2 separate regions of the Anas platyrhynchos genome follow, and region 2 is linked to region 1. Evidence: chromatin contacts called from public Hi-C data. All regions are on one chromosome and are shown on one strand. The core of a region is the stretch at or near the end of the contact, and the rest is flanking DNA. Distances in the headings are between cores, read along the strand shown. Region 1 holds the start of RNF150 (ring finger protein 150). Region 2 holds the start of TBC1D9 (TBC1 domain family member 9).

Evidence for each region. Hi-C and Micro-C count contacts between places; a contact is called where the count stands out from the background.
Region 2: a Hi-C map of subcutaneous adipose tissue shows a contact between it and region 1, with 4 times the contacts expected there. The contact joins the promoter of TBC1D9 here to the promoter of RNF150 in region 1. A contact is called at or near these places in 3 of 8 Hi-C or Micro-C datasets (F1 follicle, skeletal muscle and subcutaneous adipose tissue).

Annotation. Positions count from the first base shown.
Region 1 is chr4:39,511,464-39,519,382 of IASCAAS_PekinDuck_T2T, reverse strand. RNF150 (ring finger protein 150) reads right to left here and starts at 3,530. Exons shown (of 7, transcript XM_005022419.6): 1 at 2,693-3,530. The coding sequence starts at 3,158.
Region 2 is chr4:39,641,310-39,649,228 of IASCAAS_PekinDuck_T2T, reverse strand. TBC1D9 (TBC1 domain family member 9) reads right to left here and starts at 3,544. Exons shown (of 21, transcript XM_038178920.2): 1 at 3,439-3,544. The coding sequence starts at 3,529. RNF150 (ring finger protein 150) reads right to left here. Exons shown (of 7, transcript XM_005022419.6): 7 at 6,678-7,919.

The sequences.
Region 1 (7,919 bases), core at 2,281-4,780:
TCAGAAGGTGCATTTTAGCAAAGATTCATTGTAACTGAAAACAGGAAATATAATTGAAGATACAGCTGTTAAGTAAAAATCTTTGGCAGGAGAAATAGAGCTTTGGGGAAAAGGCAGCAAGGGCAATAGCTTACGAAATAATAGGTGAACGTGCTCAAAAGGGGGAATGAAGCATAGGAGTAGATATGAAGAAATAAGCGTGGGGAGAGAGAAACAGAAAGAGAAACACAAGGAGATAAAATGACAGTAAAAGAAAGAAGGCAGAACACATAAAAGAGAAAGATGTACATGAGGAAAAGAGACATCTGTCTCTGGAAGACCAGCAGTTCTTCATGAGAATGGGAGCCACATTGTTACACAACAGGACATAGCATTTTCTATATAACAAGGAGTTTATTAAAGCTTACTTGAAGCCTCAATAAAAAAATCTGTGGGAGGAAAAAAAAAAAAAGAGTAACACATTTCTTTCAACTTTTAAATCGCTTTTTAGGTCATATTTCACCCCCCCCTCCCCCTACAAGTATTTTCCAGGATGGAATTTTCTTCTTCCCACTCCAGGATTTGGCGTGGGCAGAGCACCACAGATGCTGCTGAACTCAGAAACCAGAAACCTGATTCATTCTTTCCTTGAATCCTGTGCTATCATTTAGACTGGGTCTGAGCAAACGTCAAAGGCTGCAAGTCAGAAAGACAGTTTTACACAGCTTGTATGTTAAATTTGCCCCAGCACAATGGTGGTACAAAAAGAAGAGTAAAGGTAAATCCAGCTCTGAATCTCTGTATGTTTGTCCAATATTTGTTCAAGAATACTTATTTTTCCTTCTGTTCCAGCAAACTTAAGCTCTAAAATTCCCCTCAATTTTGACTGTATGCAGAGGGCAGGTTTTCACTGACACAAGACCACCAACTGTTTTTCCAAGTTTGCAGAACAAAAATCCTTAAAATGAAGACAAACTCCTACAATCAGTCAGCAAAGCCCTTCAGTCTGATAGTGTTCAACAAGTCCAGATTATTTTCTGCAAGTTTCTGTTCATTTCAGCCTCAGCAACTGTACAATCAATCACACTGCTGGGTATCAATTCGGTACTGAGAAAGGATTCTCAGAATAAGCTGTGAGCAGTCATATGATATAAAAGAAGCTGCCCCCGAGATAAGTTATACAGCGGTTGGATTTTAGAAAGCTGAGGCCACTTTCACTAAGAAAGATTCCTTGCTTACTTCATTTTAGATTTTAAAATAAACAAAAGCTCTAACATTTAAAAGGTTAGACATTTTTTACTCCCACTGTTCCTTAATAAAACACCATTTGTGTGGGAAAACAGCTTAGTGCATACTTTAAAAACAGGCAAACCATTAATTGATCCAACATGTTGGCAGTTTTAGAGAAATTTACTGGACAAGCACAAGCGACGCATCTGAAGTTTTGAAACAGCCCGAGCTTTACTTTAAGGGTGCGAAAGTATGCCAAGTTCCTACTATGTTATACTGCTTAGTAAATAATCTGTCATACTTAAAGTAGCAAGAACTATTATCTGAACAGCTACTAAACCACATGCAGGTTATAAAGCACAGTTCTAAGAAGCTCAAGAGGTTAGGAGTTCCTTGTCTTACAAAGCCAATGGAAAATGATAAAGAAAATCTTCCACCGATCCGATCAAAGAAAAAAGAACGTGCCCAAATAAACAGTTAATCTCTTCAGAAGGCGGCACGCAAGGGGTTCCTTCCAAAAGGAAAAGCACTGCTTTTGCATCAGCAGTATTGTAGCGTTAGTCAGGCAACAAATTGTTTTTCAGCACATCTGTGCTAGCTACTTTGCTAACAGACTTTCAAATGTCATTAGAATAAGAGCCTGTTTTGCAGCCTTTCTGTGTTTCAATTTACCCCCAACTCTGCTAAGATTCAACTGGCATGAAGCAGCTGGGCATGATTAGTTATTGGATGCAAACCAAACTGAAATTTCACAATAGGTGGCATTTCAGTCCTCACAGAACAGGCTGCTGGTATAAAAGAGCAGTGACCCCTGGCACTAAACACCGTCCCTAAATATAAATCTGGTGATCTGTTTTTAAATCTATGCTATTTCAGCTCCAATGCTGTTACAAAAACAGTGGGTTTGTTTGTGGGCAAAACCAGAGGTTCGTGTTGTTTCCGACAACTGGATTTCTGCTGCGTTAGTTGAGGAGCACACTTTGGGACCCAAGTACCGGTGTGCTGGCACTGCGAGCACCCCACCAGAGGGCTCACCCAGCGAGTGAAGCCCCCTGAATCCTGGACAAAACATCCCACGTTGTCACCAAATCAAATACTTGAATACTTTGCTTTCCTGCCTGATCCCATGGCTTTTATGCTGTCACAGGTGAGACAGTGGACACTGTGCCCTTACTTTATTGCACCTCCTGATACAAACACACCACAAACACCACCGCTCTCCTCTTGAGGAGGTCCCACTCCCACAGGGCACCTGCCGGAGGACCCAACAAAACACGGGAGCCCCGTGGCGGGCTCGGGGTCCCATCCATCCCTCCAGTCAACCCAAACTTTGCATCTCCCAAACTTTTCTCCCCTGGAGCTGTGCCGGCAGCACGCCCATCGCTCACCATGGGCACCCACTGCCCGGCAAGGCCTGCAGCCCAGCGTGCCACCATCCGGGAGGTGCGAGGCCACCTTCCCTGCGACCGGGGCGAAGCCTCACCTGCGTAGGGCATGGTGATGGTCTCGTTGGCGTTGCTGGAGCCCACGTTGTAGATGACGACGGCCGAGGCGTTCTGGGCGGCGGCGTGGCGGATCTTGTCCCTGTAGGTGCAGTTGCCCCGCGGGATGAGGGCCACCCAGCTCTTGCCCGGCGCCGGGGCGTTGAAGCGGGTGCCGGGGTCGCAGGCGTAGCGGTCTGCGGGCGATGCGGAGAGGGCCACCTGCCCGCGGGCGTCCTGCTTGGGCGACTGGTCGCCGTAGCGCCCGCACTCGCTCTTCTCGCTGCGGAGCTCGGCGCTGCCGCCCGCCGGGTCGGCGTAGGTGATGTTGACGAAGGCCGTGTACCACTCCTCCTTCTCGGCCACGGTGAAGTCCAGGCACAGCAGATGCACGAAACAAAAGGACAGCAGCCATGTTGAGAGAGCCAGGCTGCGGCACGCTTGGATCACAGACATTGCCATCTTCATCTGCCGGCCCCCCCACCCGCCCGCCCCCCCCGGCAGCCGGCCGGCCCGCCCCCGCCGCCTGCTCCCGGTGTGTGTGCGGTGTCTGTGGTGTGTGTGTACGGTGTGAGTGTGTGTATGGTGTGTGTATGGTGTGTGTGTGCCCCGAGCGGGGCGGCGCTGCTCCCGCCGGGCGCCGTGCGGGGGAGGGCGGGGGGCCCCCTCCTTCCCTCCCTCCCTCCCTCCCCTCTCGCAGCCCGCTGCCTAATTCATAGCGGGGCCGTTTGATTTCCAAGGGCCGCCCCCGCTCTCCTTCCCCTCCGTCCCCTCCCCGCTGCGGGCAGGAGCGGGGCTGTGGCGGCGGTGGGGAGCGGAGGGAAGGAGGGAGGGGAGGAGGGGAGGAGGGGAGGAGGGCTTCCAGCCGGCGCCGGGCCCGGCCCCCCCGGGGAACGGGGCGCCGGGGGCCGGGGAGCGGCCCGGCAGCGGCACCTGGCGGGGGCCCCGCGCAGCGCGGCCGCTGGGGACGGGGCTGAGGGGGAGCGCGGGGCCCTGAGGCGGCGGCGGGCGGGGCGCCCCCAGCCCGGTTCCTCCTGAAGACAGATCCTAAAGACAGATCTAAAGACAGAAACGTCCTGAGGGCACTGCTGTTGCTCCTGCAAACACGAACCTTGTCATGTACAGCAGCAAAACCCACCAGGTTTTTCCCCCAGAGAGGGATAGTCACTGGTGTCTCTTCCAAAGTTACATAGATTTAAATGCACGCATACAGGTTATAAAATTCAGACAGACTAACTTACTGTGAACATCACGGACAAGCACGTTTACCAAAATCAGGTGAGCTACCAGCATGAGCACAACGTCTAATGCAAAAGCTTCCAAAAATGACAAAGCAGCAATCTGGAAACACTCAACAGACACGGGCAGAAGAGAATAAGCTTAATCCTAGCTCAGAGAAAGCCCAGATTTGTGGATTTTAACACTTAAAACACCCAAAAAAGACTTTTGGCCAAGACTTAAATGCCCTTCATATCGATATAAAACAAGGTCAGATAGCAACTGACTCTGTCCATCTTAGTGCAAGTGAGCAGCAAAAGTTCTGCTTTTCCGTAACTACCTTCAGTAACAGAAGGACATCTCACAAGATTAACACATATCACCTATTTTAGCTACCTTGTTTTTAAAATGTGGTGCTAGAAATGGCAAACTCTTTGGCTGAGATGAGATGCATAAGTATCTCGCTAGTGGCAATATTTTCCCGTTTCCAGTTCATGTTCATAGCTGCCGTTGATCTAAGCTGGCTTCGGTCGACAGACTTAACCACATTTTACACACACAGTGCTTTGAATAGGTTATTTCCCCAAAGTTTAAAAAAAAAAAAAAAGTGATTTTCTGAGGAAGAGTTACAAATATGGGAATAAAATAGAGAAATGTATACGGAAGTATAATGGGTTACCAAAAAGCTGCAAATCTACCAAGAATCAAGAGGACAATTTTGCTTGAAAGCCCATTCCTGGAGAAGTGAAGTCAGCAATTAAGATGAAAAACTTACCATGTAAAACTAATGTTGAGAAAGCAAAGTAGAGGGCAATCAACATTAATTAAGAAGTGTTGAGATTTCATAAAGGCAGCAAAATCCAGCAGGGAAAAATCCATGTCTGGCAGGGCTAGGGGCAATAAAGCATTTGTGTATTTGGAAGAGTAAGAAGTGCTGTTAGAAGAGAAGGCAGAAGAGGTATAAATGGGTAATAAATATTTCAGTTTTATATCTGGAAAGAAAAGGAGAATGTATTTCTCAGATCATTGACTCATAAAATAGAGATTAAGAAGCAACTCCTAAGAACATACAAAAACCAGCCAACCCAGAAAAACGGTACACATGAATCCCAAAAGAGTGGGCAGGGGGTGGAGAAAATACCCAGCTCTCCGACACTACTTGAAGTAAATCTTGTCATAACAGGAAAATCTTGAAAGATTGACTGCTTAGTTTCCTGAAAAGATCCAGAAAACCAAATTATGGTGGCCACTTAGTTACAGGCTGGTCAGTCCAGTGTTAACAAATCCCAAGGAAAAGAAGATAAAAAAAATCAGTTGTGTAGATGCCAGACTGTGTGTATTTGTTTGTTTTAAGAAAACATGATTTATATTTTTGAGAGGAAATAGCTGTGTGGTTAGTAAAGTTACACAGCCATGGTCATAACAGATTTTTTAAAGGTGTGTCATGTAACAACACATGACATTCTTATTACATATGTAACACATGAAGAAGCAGGTAAGATGAGCTTAGTTGAAGTATAACTCAATACAAAAATATGAATGAAACCACCACCCTCTTGGGAGCAGAACTGGTGTGTGTGTGTTATCCTGCACACAGAGTGGGAAGGAATTGTGCTTTACTCCTAAGGAAAGGAAAGAAAGGGCCTGAAAAGGATGCAGCAATCCTCAGATGTTCCAGAGGAGTAACAAGTAGGAGTAGAGAAGCAATTTTCTCTCTGCATGATGCATCACTGAGACAGATACTAGAAGCTGCCCAGTCTTGGTATCTGCATTTTTCAAAGGATATTGAAATACCAGAGAAGGTTAAGAAAGGAAACCTAAAAATGATTTTAAATAATTCCTCTCCCAGGGAGAGATTTCAGGTGCCCAATCTATTCAGCTTTTCAAGAAAAAAGGCAATATGATCACATTATGGAAGTACCATCACAGGCATATAACAGCAGGTACTAACAGGCTCTTTAAGTTAGGGGGTAAAGGCATAACAAGAACCCCAATTTTAAACTAGACAATGTAACTTATAGCCAAGGTAGCTGATCAAGGTGGTTGTCCATTGGAGAAAACTCTGAAGTGAGACTGTCCTGGGAATTGAAAGACAAGTTCAAATCAAACGCAAAAGGTACCCCTGGAAGGAACACTTGATTGAAGTGCAAGTATGAAATTCTTCAGAGTGAATCTACAATCTAGTGGTTGCTTCTCACTTTAAAATGAATCAAAACAACAGGCTATTTAATTACTTTTGTTGCCAAAAGCCAAAGTACAATTAACTAGGTTAACCCACTGATTTCCAGTCACACAGACGGCTGCTGATGGTCCTTCCCAATTTTTTGTTTCTGTCCATAGGAACATCTGAGGTTCTCCCCTTGCCTTGCCCCTCAGAGAGCCTGTCTGGCCCAGCACAAGAACACCATACTCTGGATAAACATCCAAGCAGCCATAACATGTTTCCTCTTAGTCCCCCACGACTTTTGGCACCACCTTACCCTAGTCTATGCTCTTCTTCTTCAGAAAAACAAAACAAAACAAACCCAAACCCTGAGACTTTTGTTCCCCCCGGCCTCTGCAGACACATAAAAGGCACTCATCCAGCATGATCACACATCACCTAGCCTGGATAACAGTGAAAAGCACAATCTCTATGTTTATGCACTATTGAAAAACATTTTACAGGATCTGTAACACTTTTTTTTTTTTTTTTTTTTTTTTTTTAAACTCAGGATTTGTAGAGACTTCAAGGAATCACCTCTTGACTGAGATACTGACACTAAGCTCTCCTCTGCCTGAGCCTTCTCTCTGAATGGGCCCAACTAATTTGGAATTTAGCAATGTGTGATCAGCTGCTTTTCTGTGTGCTTTCCACGCTTTGGTTACAGTGAATTACATTTGCTGTGTTGTTAGATAACTTTCTATCTTGTTTGGTTCCTCTGATGTTCTTCCAGTTTCCTATGAATAATCTGGACAGTTCTTGCAATGTTATTTCTATTCTTTTTTCACATGTATATAAGGGTATCAATTGTATGCAGAAGGACAATCCTTTCTCTCAAAGGACTGTTTCCAGGAGAACTCCAGATTCATGACATACAGAACACAGAAGATGGCTTTAGGTAACAGCTGATTATGAGTAAATGACAAACTGAAATTCACTACATGACTACCTCTATTATGTACCAAAATAAATACATTGTTAATTTACCCTTTCACAAGGTAAAATTCATTAGTTTGTATCTCTTTTTGGTTCAGAAGAGAACTTGTTACATTTACATTATGCTAGACTGTGTCTGTTACACACAAAAATTTCAAGCTGTCTGAAAGGGAATGGCTAGAAATTGCTTCTGTTAAAGGAGAGGAATCTCCTCCAGGCTATTAGGTTGTCACCCCTCTGTTAGGGGATCCCATGGAGTTTTGTGGACCTTTATCTCAGCCTGTTTGGACAATCATTGTCAAGAGTTAAAATGGTGAAGGTTTAAAGTAAGGTTAGGCTGTCTAAATTCTGATAAAGAAGGGATTTACCTGGAATTTCAGCATCTTAATGCAGAAGAATGACTGGGCTATACTTGAGGTAGCATTGCCAGCTATTTTTAAGGGTTTGCTGGCACCTAAATTAGGTGCTGTGGCTCCCTTTATCATTAGTGGCAAGCACCTTCAGCAAGCAATTCAGAGCATGCAAACATGATACCTTATTGAATACAGGACCTAGATGCACCCAAATGTTGGCGATTCTGTTTTGACCTGGACGCAGGCAAAAGCAAACCCACAGAAAACAGACACTGCAGGGTAGGGGGGAAGTCCCATCAGGGGGCAGCTCTGTTCCCCCTGCATTCAACACAGTGAGCCCTCACAGGGGTAGGACCCCAACAGGTGTGGGCTCAGAGAGACTTGGGGTTAGAGCTAACTCCAAGGCAGCCTGAAGGCATTTTGATGCTGATGGACAGCTGGAAGAGTTGACTGAAACATGATCTCTACAGGTGCTCAGGAAAATGAGGCCTTTCTCCTTCCCTAGCTATGAAACTGAAA
Region 2 (7,919 bases), core at 2,295-4,794, 130 kb before region 1:
ATTAAGAAAAATGCTTTTAACTACAGCTCTGTAGCAGATCATAATTAAAATTAGTCGTTTACTTAGTGCCATGGTACCACCAGCTGCCCTGACTGCCTGCAAATTGGTGACACCTGCAGAAGCAGAGGCAGCTCTAAGCCCTCACAGCCAGCCTGCCTGCTAGGAGTGGAGGCACCAGCAGGAGGAGGGCTGCTAAAAACCCCGTCCCTCCTGCTGCCCTGCCAGAGCCCTTCCAGCCTGCCCTGACATTTTGCGGGAGTTGAGGCTTCAGGGCCAGCTCCCCTATTGCTTTGAGATTCCCATCTGGTTTATCCTCCCTAGAAGCCATTTTCCTCCATTTATTACCCTGTTTCTTAGATGTCTTTCAATCTTACTGCCTGAACAAGATCCCTGCCAGTGCTCCTGCCCCAAACATGAGTCTGAGAACATGGGTGGGAGTGGGCTGAGCCCACAGCAGAGGCAGCCCACCTCTGAAGTCAGTCATACTACATCGATTTACATCAGAGTGAGACATAAAACATTCATAATGCATGTAACTGGGCACCGCAGCAAAGTGCATGAATCACAGCAAGCATTTCTTCAGGACCCCACCAGCCAAGAAACAAGCAGTAGAAATATTTAAGTGTAAGGAGCTTGTGTTTTGGTTTGGTTTCATCTTATGAAGATTTAAGTTCTAATTAGTAAAGCTACAATGTTATTTGTGGGCCAGTCATCCTAAGCAGCAGTGAAATCCACAGATCGATAGGGCACTGCATTATAGTATTGCCTTTCATTGCTCTTACGTTTCATCTCTTTCATGGCCTCATTTCAGACAGGAGTGAATAACTACATGATTGCTTTCTACAACAGGATTTTACACATCTCCTGTACAAGCTTCCTGTACAAACCATACAACAAGTTTTCATATCCACCCTTAATGGCAGCGGTAGGGTGGGGGAAGTGCTTTGTGGCCTACAAAGCTTGCAGCTCTCGGGGTGCTTTTCACAGAAAGCTTCAGGTTTTCTGAGTTCCGACAAGAGGTGCCCAGAGAACTGCAGGCACAAGACTTCACACCAGCTAATGTGAATCCTGGTGCAATTTCCAGCACCAGGGGCTCCCAAAACAGGCCACAGGAGGCACAGCCCTGAAAGTACAGTGATCACCTTCCCTAACATGCATTGCCAGCATGCCTGTTGTATTATGCTTATTGTACAGAACAAATTTCCCCTGCCATCACATTGCCCAGTAACCTTGGTTTCCAGTACTCTGAGCAAGCACACAAGCAGGTGATAAATGGAGCTGGGTGACACCCATTAGTGCAGGGGACAGGTGGCTACCAGGTCTGAACTTCTGTAGACATGAACTGAAAAGAGATTACAGACTTGTCACATTCAAAAAAAAAAAGTTTTCCTGTCAAAGAAACCCATAAACCAAGAAAAACAACTCATGCACAGGATATGCCTGATACCCTTCAAGCTCATTCATATATGAGCTCCAAACACAGCATAATCATCTCTTCTGCTTCCTTTTTTTTTGTGATGAACAAAAACCAGGATAGGGTTGTGAGCATAACCAACACAGAAAGGTATTGCTATGGAAAATAACCTCATTTATGACCAGAAAGAGAATGTCTGAAAGCTTACACTAAAAGGAGAGACAAAAGCAACAGCAAGATGCACCAAAGTAACCATGCTGCCCTGTGCCAGTGACCTGCTGCAAGCTCTCCGATAGGAGACCTCAGAGGGACAGGCAGAGAGGGCTTCTGCCCTCAGGTTTGATGTACCACCTGAAGTGCTTTCAGATGGCTGCTCCCAGCAGACTAAAAGGGACTGGGAAAGGCTTTGGGAGGCCCACACAGTGCCTGACAAGCCCTGTCGGACAGGTTTGAATGAGGCTTGTGGCAGAGGAGACAAGCAGAAAATTCCTTCACCAACCCCATCCCAGCTCACACAAGTGGCCCCAGGTCATTAATTCCCAGATTCCCAGCTCCACTGGTTTCCATAAAAAAAAATCACACAAGCCCCCAAAGCCACATACAGTATGCACAGCACTGCATCCTCCTCCAGCAAGCTCAGTAGCAAAGATCTTTATAAAAAAATAAGTATTTTTACATTTGGCCTTGCAAAGGGAGCTTTTTTTTTCCTTATAAAAAAAAAAGTAAAAAGAAAATGAAGGTCAATGTCACCTTCCTGAAAAAGGTTAAACGGAAGCAGGAATGCTGTTTGAGCTTGAACAACCTTCATACAAGCTCTGAACTACAGTTTGTGCATGTCCTATTTGGCAGCAGAGGACCATGAACCTTACAAAGGATGCAACAAAGTGAGGGAGAAAGGAGAAACCAGAATGACCGTATTTACTGCAAAAGAAAAACATTCAAGTCCCTGGCTACCAGCAAGCTTTACAAAATCTAAAGAGCAAGGCTAATCTCTATTTCCATCCAAAGAAGAGAATGGACAGAAAAGATAATATAACCTAATAACAGCAAGAATAACAGTACTTAGGAAGGTTTCTGGTATTACAATCAAGGGCTGACAAGAGCACGCTGACACCGTATTGCTAGAAAGAAAAAAAATTATATTTACACACCACACGGTTTGCATTTAATGTGCCTTTTGTGCAAAGTCAGACTTCACATCCTGGAGACGGCCAAGTGCAGTTCTGAATTGCTCTGCTTAACCTCTCAGACACATGAGGAGCGAGATGCAGTAGCGTGGATTTGCTCCTTTGCTGGCCAGACCTACTCTCCAGGGAGATGATCTCACAGCTGCATAAAATTATCTCCAGCACAAAGAGAGAATCTCTCACGGTCAGATGGAGCTGCTTCACCACTTATGAAGCCTGACAAAACAGGCGTGCAAAGCTCAAGCAATAGCTATCAAAACACCAGGCAATTTACTGCTTATGTGCCCCTCATCTGAGGATGCTCTCAGTCAGTGACAGCTTCTCTTGAGTGAACAAGCAGCAATAATATGTTTGCCTAAGGTCCTACAGACCACAAATTGAGGTGGATTTGACATCCTCAGGGCCTTATAATACTGCTATCCCCATGACAAGCAGTGTCCTGGCTCTCACACCTGCGCCCCAGGACCCTTCCTCTGCAGGGGCTCCCAGGGACAAGGCAGCCAGCAGGGAGTTCCCACCCCCAGGTATTTGGGTATAAAAGTCACATTTTAGTAAGTAGCATGCCTTGAGCCCAGGCGAGGCCAAGGGCACTAGGTAGCACCACACCAGAAGCACACAAAGAGCAACTTGGGCTGATTGCTCCAACAGGTGACAGCCTACCAAGGAAAAAAAAGCCCAGCTTCCTACCAGCCAAAGCACAAGCGAATCCTTCATTGTCATCCCAGAGAACCTCTCCCTGGTGCTGCGCTGAGCCCTTGTCTTCCCCCAGAACAGAGGCAAAAGGAGCCCCTACAACAAGAAAATTCCTTCTGCAGTATCACTAGGGCTGCTTTATACCTTCAGCCCACAGGTCCTGCAGACGCCTTCCCAGCACGCTGGCCTTCCCCCTCTGCACAGCCCAGCAGCACAGCTGACCCATGCTGGCCATTGCTAACAATGCCTTGCATGCACCTGCACCGGGGAGCCCTGCCAGCTGCTTCTGTTTAGGACCCCACTGAGTGCAGGCAAGGAGAAATGTTTTTTTTTTTTCTTTTTTTTTTTTTTCCCCAGTGCTGATGAGCTGTTTCAGAGCACTTTTCTAGCTGAAAGGCTGTGAAATTCAGCGTCAGTCCTCCATAAGAAAATCCCCCTTCTCTATGCCTTTGGGGCAATTATTACACACAAATAAAAAATCCCAAACCACCACCCTCATCAAAATAACACATTCTTGTGTGATTTTTCTCTTCCATTTTTGGGTATTTTTCTGGCTCTGAGACCCAAGCCACACTGAGAACAGGACACCAGAGGTACAATGAAGTACTCCATGTGCTGAGGCTGTGCTGACAGCTTGTGTTTTACCTTGTGGGCTTGAATCTTGGCCTGAGCATGGGGCAGATGCTGGGTGAAGGTGACACTGATGTGCGCCTGAATTTTGGCTGGGTTGTGCCCAGGTGAAGGTGTCTGCATACAGCCCAGGGCTTCTGATATGGGGCTGGAGTGGGATGTGAGACATGGGCCCCCACAAAGTGCACCACGCTTGGATATGGGTTTTTCCCCGCTCAGGTCTGAGTGGGATTCCCTGTACGGGGCAGCCCGGGCAATTCTTGTGAGCCTCTGTCAACCGAAGCCACGCCAAAATAACCCGCTCCTACATGGATACGAGCGTGTGCACCCACAGAAGTTCAACCGATTTGCTTCTTAAACACTCCTTGGCTAAAGCCTAGTCAAAAGGTGGCATTTTCTGCATGCAGGCAGCCAGGCTGGGCTGCTGATTTGGGGAAAAGCCCACCGGAGTCCCAGCGGACAGGGGCACAGAGACCCACCGCCACCACCGGACTGTGGCCGAGGCGATGGCTGCGGCTCGGCACACGGTGTGCGGGGCTGGGAGATGCATTTGCAGGGCGAGGGAGCCTCCTGTTGGGGAAGAGCACTCCTGTTTCGCAGGGACGGGGACGTGCCTGTGTGAGGAGCTCCTCGCAGAGAGAACAGGGCTGAGCGAGGCCTGATGTGGTTGGGACTTTTACCACCCAATTTTTTCAGCACTTCTCAGTCGCTAAGGCTGCAGCCCCACACGGCGCTGCCTTCCCTCTGCCTCCAGAAGCTGAGGGCTTGCAGGAAACATCAAATACCACAGGCCTTGCCCCCAGCCCGCGTACACTGCAGCCCTGGGCACTGCTGTGCCTGCACCCCGAGCCTTCCTCTTTCTGGCCACGCCACGCAATTCCAGAGGGGCCCACGGGGCTTGGAGAAAAGTGGCGAGGATGTGCCCGTGTCCTGTCCACACAAAACATGACTGAGCGAGCCTGGCCCCTGCAGCTGGGACGTGCAGGATGTCTGGAAAGCCAGGAGCAACTCAGAGGGGGCGACTGCTTTGGTGCTGTGCCTTCATTGGCGTCTGCTCAGAATCAGATGCAGGCCAGGGCTGTGGGCCAGAGCCAGCACGGCTGCCCCAAGCAGGGCAGGGGAACAACCTCGCCTGAGCTCTGGGCTCTGACAGACGAGCTCTGGGGCTCGGCCAACACGTCTGAGGCGTTACCACTCCCAGCTGTCTGCTCTGTATCTCTGCCAGGAGCTACCATGCTCCTAGCTAGAGCAGGAGGACAGCTGCCTGGGCTTCAGCTGCCGCTGCCGGCCTCCCTGCACAAGCCTCTCCTTGCGACCTGTCAGGGGGCAGGCCGGACTGTAAAGGCAGGGTACTGAGGGGCAGACGTCCATCCAGCAGCATGGCCAGAGGAGCGTGGTGGCCTGCAGCACCGGGTGGCCCCGGCACGTGAGGGCGGTGATGTGTCCCCTGATTCAGTTGTGGCCAGGGCTTGCTCATTTTGCGTGGGGCGCAGAGGCTGAGGAACGAGTGTGCTGCAAAATTGCACCCTCCCTGACTGAGCACTGGCTTCTTGTGGCTGATCTATGGTAGATATGAATGCACCAACCCATCTGATTTCTTTTGGACCGTAAATCCTCTTATTCCCCATGGGCCTCCCCCAGACCTGCTCACCCCGTGTGGCATTGCTGCTTTCTCGGAGCTGTTTTCCTGGGAGTCCCCAAGACTCGGTGCAGGAAATGCAGCATCCCTTAGGGCACCCTCAGATGTGCAGCACAAAGCGTGCTTTCTTTCCTAGCACATTTTGGGTATCACGGGACAGGAGGGACCCTGGGTTGGCTGGCACAGTACAAATCTGGATAATTTCTTTTGAGTCCTGCGTCCTCTCCACTGGCTGTGACAGGTCTGAAGGTCACCTCCTGCAATCACAGGAGCGAGAACAATTTGACTTAGGAGGAAAAAAAAAAAAAAAAAAAAAAAAGCACAGAGCAGCATAGCTTTATTGCTGCACTTTGACTAGAGACGGAGCCCATACGCAGTGGCGAAGAGTGATGTCACCCCAGCCATAAGTATGTGCCTGCATCCTGGAATTAATTGCCGCACACTCCTCGTTATTTATAGCCCTGCTGCCATTCTGAGCAGCCGCGCACTGGGTTACTTCTGCTGCGATACCCGAGCACGCTGTGCCCACACGATCTGCAGCACTGGCAGCAGCTGCGTTGTGTGTGCAGATCCCACAGCAACTCGCTCCGCTGCCTGCCGAAGGAACCGGGCCTGCTCCCTCCTGTGGCCGCCCGGCAACTACGTGGTCATAGGGAGAAAAGCACAGACCGGGATCCTGGGCTGGTGATACCTCAAATCGCCCTCTGCCCCCTGCCCAGGGGACACCTTTGGGGACGAGTGGGACAGGGAAGAGCAGCCAGACGACTCCTTGCACGGGCTGTTCGATGCTTTCTGTGGCACGGTAGAGCCGTCGCACCTTAAAGCTATTTTAGCACATGCTGCCCAGGGCCAAGGGTGACCCCAGCTCTTCCTCCAGGATGCGGAGGTGCTCACCTCCCGCACAGCCACTGCTTTCTGACCAAAAGCAGCTGAAGGACGGGGAGAGCGAGGGCAGCAGCTGCGGCTGGAGGCCAGGCTGCAGCTTGGGTCCCTCCTGGCCGGAGCTTCTGCTTTGCATCGGTGCCAAAGGCAGCAGCAGCCATGTTCAGTGAGAAACAATCAGCGACTTTGACGCATCAGGAAATGCCAGCTTTACTGTCTGTTAGAAAATACGTATGACACAGTAATCAGATTCGTTTTATTAAAAAACTTGCAATAAAATTCCTCAGAATTCACAATCTTAACTTTGATAGTTGCAATATTTTACTAGTACATAATAACACAGTCTCACATATTTACATTATAATCTTCTATATAACAAAAATAGCCGTGTTGTACTACTGAATAACGCTTCAAATATTAGCCTTAACATTTTGGTACTTCCCCCAGCTGAGTCACTGTCCATGCTCTTTAGCATTTACAGTATATAACAAAGCAAGATGAAAAAAAAAGTGTGTGCCCCATGATTTCAGGCAAATCCCTTTAAGGTGGTAGCTCTCTGACTCCCACATTTTTCAAGAGATAAAGTGCATTGAAAGGGAAGATGTACACATTACAAAGTATCAGCAAAGAGTTAAACTATATGTGCAATGCTGTACAGAAAAAAAGGCTTGCTTCACAAACTGCTACTGCTCTGTTTTGGCAGCAAATTCACAGGTAGCAGGAAAAAAAAAAAGCTAAGGAAAAGAACTGCCTATGCAAATGCTACAGTATGATTTTGCCCTGGTCTTTCTCTAGGTGTTTCCTACACCAAAGTGTAGCAACCTGAAGAAAGGAACTTTATTTTATTCGTGGAGCTGAAGGGTAGTTCCCACCGTCACAAACAGCACAACACGGTCAGGCTACAGAAAGCGCCGGCAGTACCAGCAAGAGCTTCAGCCAAGAACAGGCCCTGGTCCTGACGGACCTGCAGACAACAGAAGATGCGGCATGCCAGTGAGTTCACACGTGTGTGCGTGTGTGCGTGCATGTGTGCAACAACCCTGCCACGTCCCCCCAGCTTCCTCGGGCTATCAGCCCCGCTGGGCAGGGGCAGGGCTGAAGCAGAGCCGCTCCCGGTGTCCGCAACTGGACCGACAGCAGCCTGGGAGAATTTCACTGATACAGAACATTGTCTCCTAACTGGAAATTATTTTGGTAAGCTGTATGCTGATGCATATGGTATTTATTTTGTTCTTTTTTTTTTTTTTTTTTCCTTCCCTTTTTAATATTGGCATTTGCTGGTATGGCTGTGCAGTGTGTGAGAGAAGACATTGTTGGAAAAACTTTGGAGCCATCACTGGAAAACAGAATATTTCTGCTATGTTCATGAACTGTGTACAAATGGGACATTGTATTTTATTTTATTTTTTTTTTTGGTTTGCTTATAAACTACTCTAAATAAAAATAATTCTCTTCTGGAAATGGATGGAATGTA